Regions from separate parts of the Macaca mulatta genome. Here region 1 is linked to region 2. The links are chromatin contacts, called in public Hi-C maps. All regions are on one chromosome and are shown on one strand. The core of a region is the stretch at or near the end of the contact, and the rest is flanking DNA. Distances in the headings are between cores, read along the strand shown. Region 1 overlaps INO80 (INO80 complex ATPase subunit). Region 2 overlaps LOC144329841 (a long non-coding RNA gene).

Evidence for each region. A called contact is a pair of places that touch in the nucleus more often than the background predicts.
Region 1: a Hi-C map of fetal cortex germinal zone shows a contact between it and region 2, with 3 times the contacts expected there. The contact joins two enhancer-like sites. A contact is called at or near these places in 6 of 14 Hi-C or Micro-C datasets (CD4 T cells, blood, cortical neurons and 3 more).

What each region holds. Positions count from the first base shown.
Region 1 is chr7:18,395,902-18,401,758 of T2T-MMU8v2.0, reverse strand. All of the region lies in intron 24 of INO80 (INO80 complex ATPase subunit), which reads left to right. Among named protein-coding and RNA genes, the nearest start is that of CHAC1, 80 kb to the right of the region's middle. Within about 2 kb of position 3,093, at least 3 of the 40 cell types and tissues checked have an H3K27ac peak or open chromatin away from gene starts, as enhancers often do. A contact at or near this core is called in fetal cortex germinal zone, where this site is marked.
Region 2 is chr7:18,268,260-18,274,519 of T2T-MMU8v2.0, reverse strand. It overlaps LOC144329841 (a long non-coding RNA gene), which reads left to right. Exons shown (of 5, transcript XR_013395509.1): 4 at 19-210; 5 at 342-4,597. It overlaps VPS18 (VPS18 core subunit of CORVET and HOPS complexes), which reads right to left. Exons shown (of 5, transcript NM_001257653.1): 5 at 6,023-6,260. Among named protein-coding and RNA genes, the nearest start is that of VPS18, 12 kb to the right of the region's middle. Within about 2 kb of position 3,494, at least 13 of the 40 cell types and tissues checked have an H3K27ac peak or open chromatin away from gene starts, as enhancers often do. A contact at or near this core is called in fetal cortex germinal zone, where this site is marked.

The sequences.
Region 1 (5,857 bases), core at 1,844-4,343, 130 kb before region 2:
TTCTGACTGTAGTACTAGTTCTCAACCAGTTTTTCAACTAGAAAGGATTTTGGACTCTCTCTTTGTGCTCTGTTACCCGTGTTTCTTCACAGCAAACGTTAGCTGGGAAAAATAGTAACTATAGTATAATAACGAGGTTTTATTTTCAGCAGGGATTCTTTACTCATAAACTCTAACTCCTTGTGAGCATTTTTTTTTCTTTTCATTGCAAACTCTGTATTTTCATTTAATTTGCCACATTAGTTCTGATTATGTAACTTTAATTATTTGGAAACATAACGCAGAAGAGAAGCCATTCTCCAATGAAGACAAATTATGTTTCAAGGTTTTAATGGAAGAATATGCAAGTTGAGCCCAAATTCCATGTTCCAGATCAGTCTTAAAAAGTTTGGGGTTGGCCGGGCGCGGTGGCTCACGCCTGTAATCCCAGCACTTTGGGAGGCCGAGACGGGCGGATCACGAGGTCAGGAGATCGAGAGCATCCTGGCTAACACGGTGAAACCCCGTCTCTACTAAAAAATACAAAAAACTAGCCGGGCGAGGTGGTGGGCGCCTATAGTCCCAGCTACTCGGGAGGCTGAGGCAGGAGAATGGCGTGAACCCGGGGGGCGGAGCTTGCAGTGAGCTGAGATCCGGCCACTGCACTCCAGCCTAGGTGACAGAGCGAGACTCCGTCTCAAAAAAAAAAAAAAAGTTTGGGGTTATTCTTCAGCCAACAGACCTGAGAAGAGACATGGGGAAATGTAAAAGTTGGAAGGGGTCTCATCATTCTTTCTCTTACGAAATTCAAATAATATTTTAGACTAAAGCTCCTTTGGAGCTAACACGCTAGTTTTGAATTAATTTCCCCATTTTTAGCTTTGTCTCTTAAGGCAGACAATTTTTCATTCTGTTTCCTTCTATGCCTTTATTTGTTTTATAAAGAGAGATATACTGTTCCTGTAGCCTGTCTCCTAAATACAGCTTCCTGTCATCAGATCAAGGTAAAGGCTTTGTTTTTCTCCTCTGGTGGAGACAGATGAGTGTTCACTTAGCTACATGTTATCATATTGGTCTTACTAAGCTGTGTGAGGTCACATACTACCTGAGCCATATTCAGCAGTCTAACCCAGTCCTTCCCTTCTTCTCTTACTCCCCAGGGAAAGGAATGAATCCAAACAGCGAGAAACTCTCCTCTCCCCACCTCCCCCAACCCCATAATGTGCCTCTAAAACCCTTGCCCTCACCCACCCTACGGTAAAGACAAAATATGAATTTTTTTTGTTACAGAATCCAAAGAAGTACCATTTTTGTATTATTAGCTTCAGGATGATACATAAATATCAAGAAACTAAGAACTAGGCTACAGACACAGATCAGTTGATACTTAGGGATGTTTTGGATAAAGTTTTGGGTTTTTTTAAAAATCTCTTAATTGATGTGAATGCTTTTCAGATACTTTCTTCTCTTACGTTTGTAGAACAAAAACTAGCATGGCTCCCTGTATTCTACTTAATTTTCTTGTGTTCTACCCTGCTTTGCTGTTAAGAATTTCAAGAAGGAATAGATTTGGGTCAAAACTTTCACACACCTTCCCTGCACTATGGTACCTTGGCCAGAGTTATTTTCTTACACTGTTTTGCAGTAAAGAGTGTGATTTTGTTTGTTTGTTTGTTTGTTTTGAGACAGTGTCTCACTCTGTCTCTCTACTCAAGGAAGCTGAGGTGGGAGGATCACTTGAGTCCAGGAATTTGAGATTACAGTGAGCTATGATCACACCACTGCACCCCAGCCTGGGTAACGAGATCGTGTCTCAAAAAAAAAAAAAAATCTTATTCAGGCAGCAGAGATAGAAAAGAAAATCTTACTTTGCTTAGAAGAATAAAGACAAAAAAGAGAGGCTGTCATAAATATACCATTTAGTTATCTTTCTTAGGGTAGAACAGATTTGAGTCTATTCCAATTAAATGTCATGTTAAAAATTAAAAATGATGGTTGGCAGACACAGAGTACAGTACCAGTATTGATTCTGTCTCCTGTCTGTCTCATTGAAACTGTTGTCATGGTAATGGTCTACTTATGCATAGTATGTGTTGAACTTTTTTTTTTTTTTTTTTTTTTTTTTGAGACAGAGTCTCTGTCAACCAGGCTGGAGTGCAATGGCATGATCTCGGCTCACTGCAACCTCCGCCTCCCGGGTTCAAGCGATTCTTCCGCCTCAGCCTCCTGAGTAACTGGAACTATAGACACATGCCTCCACACCTGGCTAATTTTTGTATTTTTAGTAGAGACGGAGTTTCATTATGTTGGCCAGGCTGGTCTCAAACTCCTGACCTCGTGATCCGCCCTCCTCGGCCACCGAGTGCTGGGATTACAGGCATGAGCCACTACGCCCGGTTGAACGTTTTGTATACTCTACAGCTCTAGTGAGTCAAGCGACTTATAAAAATTGGGGACATTTCAGATTTTGCAATTTAAAATACACAAAGGTTCTAAATATAGAGTTGTTTTGAAAAGAGTGGCATGTGTTAAGTTTTAAACACTATTCTGTATTAAATCCTTAGAGTTTTTTTGACAGGCTATTGATGAAGATTCACCCAAACAGGAAGTTTTCAAAAACTCTTCCACTAAATGTTAATTTTCAGCTATAGTATCTGTATCTATCATCATTTCCTAAGATCGTAAGTGCTACAGATGCCCCTTATGGAAAACTCTGGGAAACTATTGTGTTTGTCTGCATTAATTTTCCCCCTTTTTGTTTGGATGCTTAAAGTATCCATGAAAGTAGAATCAGTGTAATCTAAGAGCTGATTTATCGACACTACTATTTCATTTAAAGTGAAACTTTTTCCTCTGTATCTAAATTTGACATGTTCTTTAAGAAAAGATGTAGAAAGCTAATTTTGAGTAATGGAGACCTAAATTTTTAACATAAGCATTTTTAATTTTAAACAAAACATGTAGCACAAAGCATGGCCTTTTATTAAATGAGTAAGTCTAGGTCTGAGGGAAAAACATCTGTGTGTTTTCTGTGCTGTGCTGTGGCAAGGAGTGTGCAGCTGTGGAGCCTGTCATCCTGGCCTGCTTATTTTCACTTGAGACTTTTGTGTGGTGCGAAAAGAGTCTTTAGAAAAGCCTAACTTCACTACTGTGTGCATATTATAGTCTTGGCGGCAAGACGCACACAGCTGCCAGTGCTTCCAGGGTAATGAGACATTCAAGAGCATGAGAAAGGGACAAAAGAATAGCAAGAGCTGTGACCATGTGAAAACCAAGTCAGATTCCCCATAGTATGGCATTCTTCCTCCCTCCCTCCCTTCTTCCGTCCTTCCTTCCCCTTCCTTCCTTCTCCTTCCTCCCCTCCCTCTCTCCTTCCCTCCCTCCTTCCCTCTTTCTTTTCCTTCCCCTCCTTTCCTTCTTTCTTTCTCCCTCTTCCCTTCTCTATGTCTTTTCTTCTTTCTTTCATGGCTAAGTTAGATTAAAGAAGTAATGGACAAACTTTCTTTTCCATCCACAATATTGCTTAAGGTATTCTTTGTATTCTTCCATGTCAGGCATACATTTTTCATTATCTAGCAATGTCTAGCAGTTCATGTTGCTACGTGAAGGGAAATTGGATAGTGTGTTGGTACCAAGGTTCACATATACTAAACCAGATTTGATGGAACTAATGTTAAGAGAAAAGAATCTAGAAAAGTATATATTGGGTAAAACATTCTAGGAGTAGTCAGGGTTTCTCTAAAGCTGAGGCTATATGTTGAGCATTTTGAACATTGTTACTACTTTTTAAAACCTGGAATCAGAAAACTATACATCACCTTGACTTAGCAACTTCAATGAGAATACTGTTTTAACCCAGCTCATAAAAAATAAGTGAATGAGCCGGGTGCAGTGGCTCACGCCTGTAATTCCAGCACTTTGAGAGGCCAAGGTGGACAGATCATGAGGTCAGGAGTTTGAGACCATCTTGGCCAACATGGTGAAACCCTGTCTCTACTAAAAATACAAAAATTAGCCAGGTGTGGTGGCACACACCTGTAATCCCAGCTACTCAGTAGGCTAAGGCAGGAGAATTACTTGAACCGTGGAGGCGGAGGTTGCAGTGAGATAAGATCACGCCACTGCACTCCATTCTGGGCTACAGAGCGAGACTCAGTCCCCAAAAAAAATGAAATAAAATAAGTGAATGTTGGCCGGGCATGGTGGCTCATGCCTATAATCCCAGCACTTTGGGAGGCTGAGGAGAGGGGATCACTTGTGGCCAGGAGTTTGAGACCAGCCTGACCAACATGGCGAAACCCCATCGCTACTAAGAATACAAAAATTAAAGGCATGGTGGTGCACACCTGTAGGCCCAGCTACTCAGGAGGCTGAGGTAGGAGATTGCTTGAACCTGGGAAGGCGGAGGTTGCAGTGAGCTGAGATCGTGCCACTGCATTCCAGCCTGGTTGACAGAGAGAGGCTCTGTCCCAAAAATAAAAATAAATGAATGTGTTCTAATTTGGGAATGACCACCCTTGGGAATAGAATGTTGCTAGTCAGACTTTTTCCAGAAAGGTGATAACAAATAATGTGCTTTGTTAAAAGAACTCCCTGTGGTGAGTTGTATTCTTTTCTTTCTTTTTTTTTTTTTTATTTTTTTATTTTTATTTTTTTTTTTTGAGACGGAGTCTCGCTCTGTCGCCCAGGCTGGAGTGCAGTGGCCGGATCTCAGCTCACTGCAAGCTCCGCCTCCCGGGTTTACGCCATTCTCCTGCCTCAGCCTCCCCAGTAGCTGGGACTACAGGCGCCCGCCACCTCGCCCGGCTAGTTTTTTGTATTTTTTAGTAGAGACGGGGTTTCACCGGGTTAGCCAGGATGGTCTCGATCTCCTGACCTTGTGATCCGTCCGTCTCGGCCTCCCAAAGTGCTGGGATTACAGGCTTGAGCCACCGCGCCCGGCCTATATTCTTTTCTTACTAATAACTACAGTGCTGAAGAGAAGATAATTGGAGGAAATGTTCATTCTTTTATTTTCTACCTTTATATTATTGGAACAAAGTAAGAAACAGGTTTCTGTTGAATTTTGCCATTTTAGAGTACTCAAAATGAAGATGATTTCATGTGATCCCTGACAGAGACATTATTTAGTTGCTGGTCTGCAGAAGTTAGTAAGAATTCAGAAGTCTTTAGGTCAGCTACTGCTGCTACCTCAGCCATCTGCCCAGGAATGGTCTGATTGACAGTGGATGTCCCAACTGGCAGCCCTGGACTACTACTTAGCTGGCCGTAATGAGCAAGTTGCTAGACTTGCCATCTCTCCAACCTAATGAGGGAGCAAGATGGGCTATTGCTGATGTCACTTTCAGGAAACAAACAAAACACATGGCTACATCTTTTTACCTTTTTCCTCCTAGTTATTCAATATTAGAAGAACAGTCTGACACCTAGCCTACTAATCTTTGTAATGATCCTCATGTTAGACATTCAGGTGATAATGGGCATAACCATGTAGAGAGATAATGAACTTCAATGGAGATGCTACCCAAAATCAAGATGGGAACATAGATGTTATTAAAAGACTGTCAGAAGGTTAAAATTCTTCTTTGGGTAATGACAGGGACCTCAACATTTAGAGAAAAGGCCAAACATATCATAGCTACATGGGCCTAGCAGTATGTCAAATGTTATAAACACTTCTGTAGTCTGTTTTTGTTTTTTTGTTTTTTTGTTTTTTTTGAGACGGAGTCTCGCTGTGTTGCCCAGGCTGGGGTGCAGTGGCGCGATCTCGGCTCACTGCAAGCTCCACCTCCTGGGTTCACGCCATTCTCCTGCCTCAGCCTCCCGAGTAGCTGGGACTACAGGCGCCCGCCACCACGCCCGGCTAGTTTTTTGTATT
Region 2 (6,260 bases), core at 2,245-4,744:
TCTTCCAATCCCACGCAGATATCTGAAGAAGTCAGAGGGCCTTGTGAGGGAAGGGCTGGGACAGGTCTCAGGGTCCCACGCCTACAGAAAGGAGGCACAGAGTAAAAAGGAAGAGGGCAAGTGCCTGGGGCTGCTTGGGCGCCAGGCCCCGGGCTACCTTGACAGATGGGCAGCACCGCTCTTATTTCAGCCTCGCGAGAGCCTTTCCAGGTCTGTAACAGTTATTCCCATTTTACAGGAGAAGAAATTGAGGTTCTAAGGGCTTGATTAGCCTGATGGCTGGTAGGGGCAGAGCAGAGACTTGCACTTGCCTTTCTACAGAGTATGTCCTTGTTCCTCAGTTCAACCCATTTTGGCTGGAGATGGAAAACGAGTATAAAGAAGGACCTAGGATGATGCCCTGCTCACAACCAGCATGGGAACACCGTTAATCAAGGCTGAATCTCATGGACAGGGGCAGGATCCAGGATGGAGCCTCCTGTTAGCTACCAATTTGTCTTCTGCAATTCAGCAGCTGTAAAGTCAGGAGGTGGGATCAGCAGCACGGTGTCTGTCAAACTGGGTTCCTGGGCATCCTGGCATCTTATAGATATTGGGATAGGGGGCCAGGCACAGTGGCTCAGGCCTGTAATCCCAACACTCTAGGAGGCTGAGGTGGGAGGACTGCTTGAAGTCAGGAGTTCAAGACCAGCCTGGGCAACCTAGCAAGACCCCCGTCACTACAAAAAATAAAAATAAAAATTAGCCAGGTGTGGCGTCTATAGTCCTTGCTACTCAGGAGCCTGGGGCGGGAGGATCACTTGAGCCCAGGAATTCAAGGCTGCAGTGAGCTATGTTCGCGCCACTGCACACCAGCCTAGGCAATACAGCAAGGTGTTGTTTCTATTTTTAAAAAAAAAAGCCGGGCGCAGTGGCTCAAGCCTGTAATCCCAGCACTTTGGGAGGCCGAGACGGGTGGATCACGAGGTCAGAAGATCGAGACCATCCTGGCTAACATGGTGAAACCCCGTCTCTACTAAAAAATACAAAAAACTAGCCGGGCGAGGTGGCGGGCGCCTGTAGTCCCAGCTACTCGGGAGGCTGAGGCAGGAGAATGGCGTGAACCCGGGAGGCGGATCTTGCAGTGAGCCGCGATCCAGCCACTGCACTCCAGCCTGGGCGACAGAGCGAGACTCCGTCTCAAAAAAACAAAAAACAAAAAACAAAAAAAAAAAACAGAGAGAGAGAGATTGAGCTAGGAGAGGAGAACAGGCTCAGTGAACAGGGGTGTGTGTGCCTCCAGCCCAGTTTCCATTGGAGAATCTCAGCATATCAATTTCAAGTACTGGACATTCATGAACGTTTTTATTTGAACAAGGCTTCCACAGCACTTTACAGTCTCTATCTGAGGTCTCTGCAGCTCTGGCCTGCTGGGAGTTGTGAACAGTTTAGGTCCTGGCCTGGGAAGAGAAACCAGAGGACCTGGTGAGGGAAGTGGGGTTCACCTTCCAGCCCTATGGGGATGCCGGTAGGGAGCAGGTCAAGGGTCAGAACTGGGAGATCATGCCATGGAGGGAAGGGGAGCTGCAGGCACCTGCCTCTGCACCTGGCAAACACAAACAGACCTTTGGTCACAGCAGCCTGGGAACCAGAAGCAGCAGCCACCTTCCTGGGGGCCAGACCAGTGACCCTTTCCCTTTTCTCTGCCCAAGCTTATTCTCAGTGGACATGGGTTGCTGGCCACCAAACTAAGGCCGTGCAACCTCTCCTGACCTCACAGTATGGTTTCTGACTGCTCAGTAAGGGCTGGTTCAAGGTGAAAGCTGAGCCACGGTAAAGCTGCTCAGGGAGAGGAAAGCACCCAATTACCAGGCATCTGGAGAGGGGCCAATCCCCTTGAAACGACAACCTTATTTTGTGGCCCTTTTATTGGTCATCCTAGACCAAAGTTTGCCCCTCTGCCTCAGTTTTCCTTTTGGGAATCCAGGCATGAGAATGGTGGCCTCTCCTGGTGGCTTCAGCATGCATGGCTCCCTGAATATCATCTCCATGCTCCAGGCGGAGGAAAAAGCTGAGGGCTCCAGCTGCCCCAACACCAGAACTTTCTAGCATCCTGTCCCACTGCCTGCCCCAGGCCTGCCTCTGACCACCATTCACCCTCAACCTGCTACAGGGCCCAGTCTCACCCCACATAAGCAAAGCTGCCAGCAGGGTCCTTTGTGGTGCTGCTCCCGTGTGGCACTGCCTAGGGGCCCCACCATGGGGCAACAGATGGACCTATGGTCTCTCTAGAACAATGGTGGGGGAGGGGCCCTGGCATCGCCCGCCCCAAACAGGAAGCACTGCGTGAGCTTCAAAGGGCTGGCAGGGCCAAGGGGCTGAGTGAGGGAGCCAGTGCCAGGACTGGCGGCTGCCTGAAGAGATGCCTGCCAGCCTCGGGATGCCCAGCCTGGTGGTGGAGGTGGGGTTGCGGTGGCCAGGGCAGCTGGCTCTTGAGCAGAAGATGTCTGGCACCCTGAGGACAGCAGCCTGTAACCTGGGAGCAGGTTAAGGAAAGGGGGCATGGACATTGCTGTTTCCCGGTTGAACTGTCACTCGCCAGCGGGGCTGCAGGTTCTTTCCCAGGCCGCGGCTGGCCTGGCCCTCCGGCAACTAAGCATGAGGGGCAGGGCTGGCACCAAGCCCGCCGCCCACTCCCTGCCTCCTGCTCCCAGCTGCTCCGCTCAGAGCCTTTTCCTCTCCACTTCCTGTTCACACAGGGGGGGCGGGAAGTGGAGGGAGGAAGTTGGGGGGAGGCGTGTAGGGGGGACCCATTGAATAAAAGGAATTAACCGTTTCCCTCCTCTGACCTCTGGGAATTTCCGCCTGTGAAAGTGTCTCGAAGAATCAGTACGGCTGGGAGAGTGGAGGGGAACTGCGCCCCCTCTTGTCCCCCTTCCCCCACCCGGTGGGGATGGGGCCAGATAACTCCCTCTGGGCCCCTAACCTTTGTTTCCCTGGCGCCAGGGGGCAGAGCCAACGGAGGCCTGGAGCCTGATGGCCTCGGAGCCCCCTCCCAACCTTTGGGGTGGGTGCCAGGCCCCAGCCTGCGACCCGAGCCTTTGGGGGAGGGGCAGGAACTAGAACTGGTGGTCTCGGGGAATGAGCTCATACCCGAGCTGGCCAGGCTGAGCCCTGAGCCCTCTCCAGGGCTGGTGCCCTTGGCCAGTTGGCTGCGGTGACAGAAGGGAGGGAGAGGCCGGGCCAGCAGGGCCTGGGACGCTGGGCCGGCACACCCTCCGGCGGCCACACCCCCGGGAGCCAGGGTAGGGAGCCAGGGTAGGGAGCGGTGGGCTCTGGAAGCCGGTAGACGGCGCCTCCTAGCGCCTGCTGCAGACTCGGCGGGGCGGCCCCCAGGGCCCTCTCCAGGGCGGGCCTCAGGAAGCACCTGCTCCCCAGGACCAGTGACCGCCCTGCGTCTCCCCCAGGTGGCTTCCTTGTTTACAGGCCTCCTGCCCTGGTCCCAGCGTCACTGCCTGTGGCCACTCCTCCTATTTCCAGTGACCGCTCCAGGAGTAGCTCATTCATCTTGGCCCCTGCCCACACAGCTGCTCCCCCACCCCACCCCCCTCTGGCCCTCCCCCAGGCTTAGGGCCAAAGTCCTGAGGGCCTCCGCTCCGCTCTCCATTCCAGGTCTTGCTTGGCTTCCAGGGATCTAAGAGCTGTGGCTTCCCGTTGCCCTGACTCACCGGAACCCTATTCTGTCCCTGCCAGGGAAGCCTGGGGCCTTTTCCCAGGAAGGAGGAAGCAGCCTAGGACCAGATGGGCTGGCTTGGGAGAAGACAGAAGGGGCAGGGGTGTCCCAGGCTGCTTCAGCCAAGCCTTCTGGGAGCAGGGAGCAATAGGGCAGTGTTTGTTTAACTAACATGTATTAGGCGCTCATTATGTGCAAAGACAGAGGCCGCAGTCTGTTTTCTCTAAGTAAGAAAGTGACCCCTTCAGAGGCAAGCTAAGCTTTATACTCACAGTCGGGGGACAAAGACCCTGGGCCCTCAGCTGACTATGGTAGGTGTAAGGGGAGCCTAGGCCACATGGGGAGAAGGAAGCAGGAGCCCTCCAAACCTCCTGGGACAGTGCGAAGAACAGAATTAGGATGCGCTCTACTCAACGGGACCCCTCCCCCACATCTGCTTTTGGAGGAAGACGGGAGTCTGAGGGGTCATCAAAAATGGGCAGCTTCCCATTAGCCCTCTCAGCTAATAGAGGCCATGAAGAGATCCTCTTGTTCTAGTAGTTAGGGAATTCTGCAGCAAAGTTCAACCTATACTGCAGGAGATAAAATTCTTTAAAAAAACAAAACAAAAAAAGAGGGTTCTGGCTGGGTACAGTGGCTCATGCCTGTAATACAAACAGTTTGGGAGGGTGAGGTGGGCGGATCACTTGAGGTCAGGAGTTCGAGACCAGCCTGGCCAACATGGTGAAACCCATCTCTACTAAAAATACAAAAATTAGCCAGGCGTGGTGATGTGCACCTGTAATCCCAGCTACTCAGGAGGCTGAGGCAGCAGAATCCTTGAACCTGGAAGGCGGAGGTTGCAGTGAGCCAAAACTGCACCACTGCACTCCAGCCTGGGTGACAGAGCAAGACTTCGTCTCAAAAAAAAAAAAAAAAAAAGAGGGTCCTTGCTCTGTCACCCAGGCTGAAGTGCAGTGGCACATTCATAATTCATTGCAGCTTCACCTCTTGGGCTCAAGCCATCCTCCTTCCTCAGCCTCCCAAGTAGCTAAGACTGCAAGTGTGAGACCCCATGCCTGGCTAGGAAGAGGGGAAAGCAGCCTGCAGTGGCCAGTGATGTTGGCCTAACTGCAGGAACTGTTTTGCCAGCTGATAGATCACACCCACAGAGCTGGGCAGTGCACTGTGAACACCAGTCCACGGGGCAAAGGGTGCTTTGCTGATGTCACGGGGAGGCCACACTCCAGGACTCCCTAGGATTTAGCCACAACTAAAGATGTGTAATTTGTGGGGAGGAGCAGGTCACAGGAGCAAGATGAGAAAACATATCCGCCAGATGCCATGGATACAGGCCACAGCAGTTTCACCTTCATGCTGGGCCTCAACATTGTGGTTAAATGGCAGACAGTGGCAGGGCTGTCTTAAAGCCAGGCAGGAGCGGGGAAGGCAGGGATCCAAACTGGCAGAGGGGCAAGCAAAGTCTAGCATGCCTGAGGGCTACTCGAGGGAGGAAGAATGAGGGGCTTCAAGTTATGGTTAGACAGTGGAGACTCCAAGAAAATTCTTTTTTTTTTTTTTTTTTGTCTCCCAGGCTGGAGTGCAGTGGCATGATCTTAGCTCACTGCAAACTCCACCTCCCGAGTTCACGCCATTCTCCTGCTTCAGCCTCCCAAGCAGCTGGGACTATAGGCGCCCGCCACCACGCCCGGCTAAATTTTTGTGTTTTTTAGTAGAGACGGGGTTTCACCATGTTAGCCAGGATGGTCTCGATCTCCTGACCTCGTGAGCCGCCCACCTTGGCCTCCCAAAGTCCTGGGATTACAGGCGTGACCCACCACACCCGGCTGACTCCAAGAAAATTCTTGGGACACGTAGGGAGGAAGCAAGCACTAACAGAGTGACAGAAATCACTGCTCACAGTTGCCCGAAAGCAAAGGATTCTGTGGGGAGCAGCACCATCTGCTGGCCAAAGGGAAGAACTGCCCCTGCTTCCCAATTCAGGCTGGTTGGCTGCAATCCCCAATGAGCCCTGGAGAGGAAGAGTTGGGGGACAAGGTGAAGGACCATGTGCCAAGGCGTGGGGGCACGTAGGGCCTGGCAGCCTCCCTGTGACACTCCAGCCCCGCCTGGAGATCACTCACACACCACTTGGCCCAGCATCGACACAAAGCCACCAGTGCAGTGCAGACAGTTTAATGCTCTCCACCTCCATCGCCATCACCGACCATCCTCCACAAGGCCCTCAGCACCAGGGCACCCTTCACACTGGAGCCCCAGACAGTGTGCACAAAAGCATGCCCCCACTAGCCTCACTTTCTCACCCAATGCCCAGGACTTCGAAGGCTGCCTTCTCACTTCTGGGACATCTACAGGCAGGTGGAAGAGAAGGCTTCTTCTGAGGCAGAAGAGCTGGAGTTCCAGAGGCCACAGAGTGAACAGACAGAAGGTGCTCTCTCTCTCTCGAGGTGAACAGGATGTGTATGGGGAATGACAGGGACAGAAGAGCTGCTAGAGGCAGGGGTGGAATTGGGTCAGATTTCTGACTTCTCCAGGTAAAGGGCCTCTA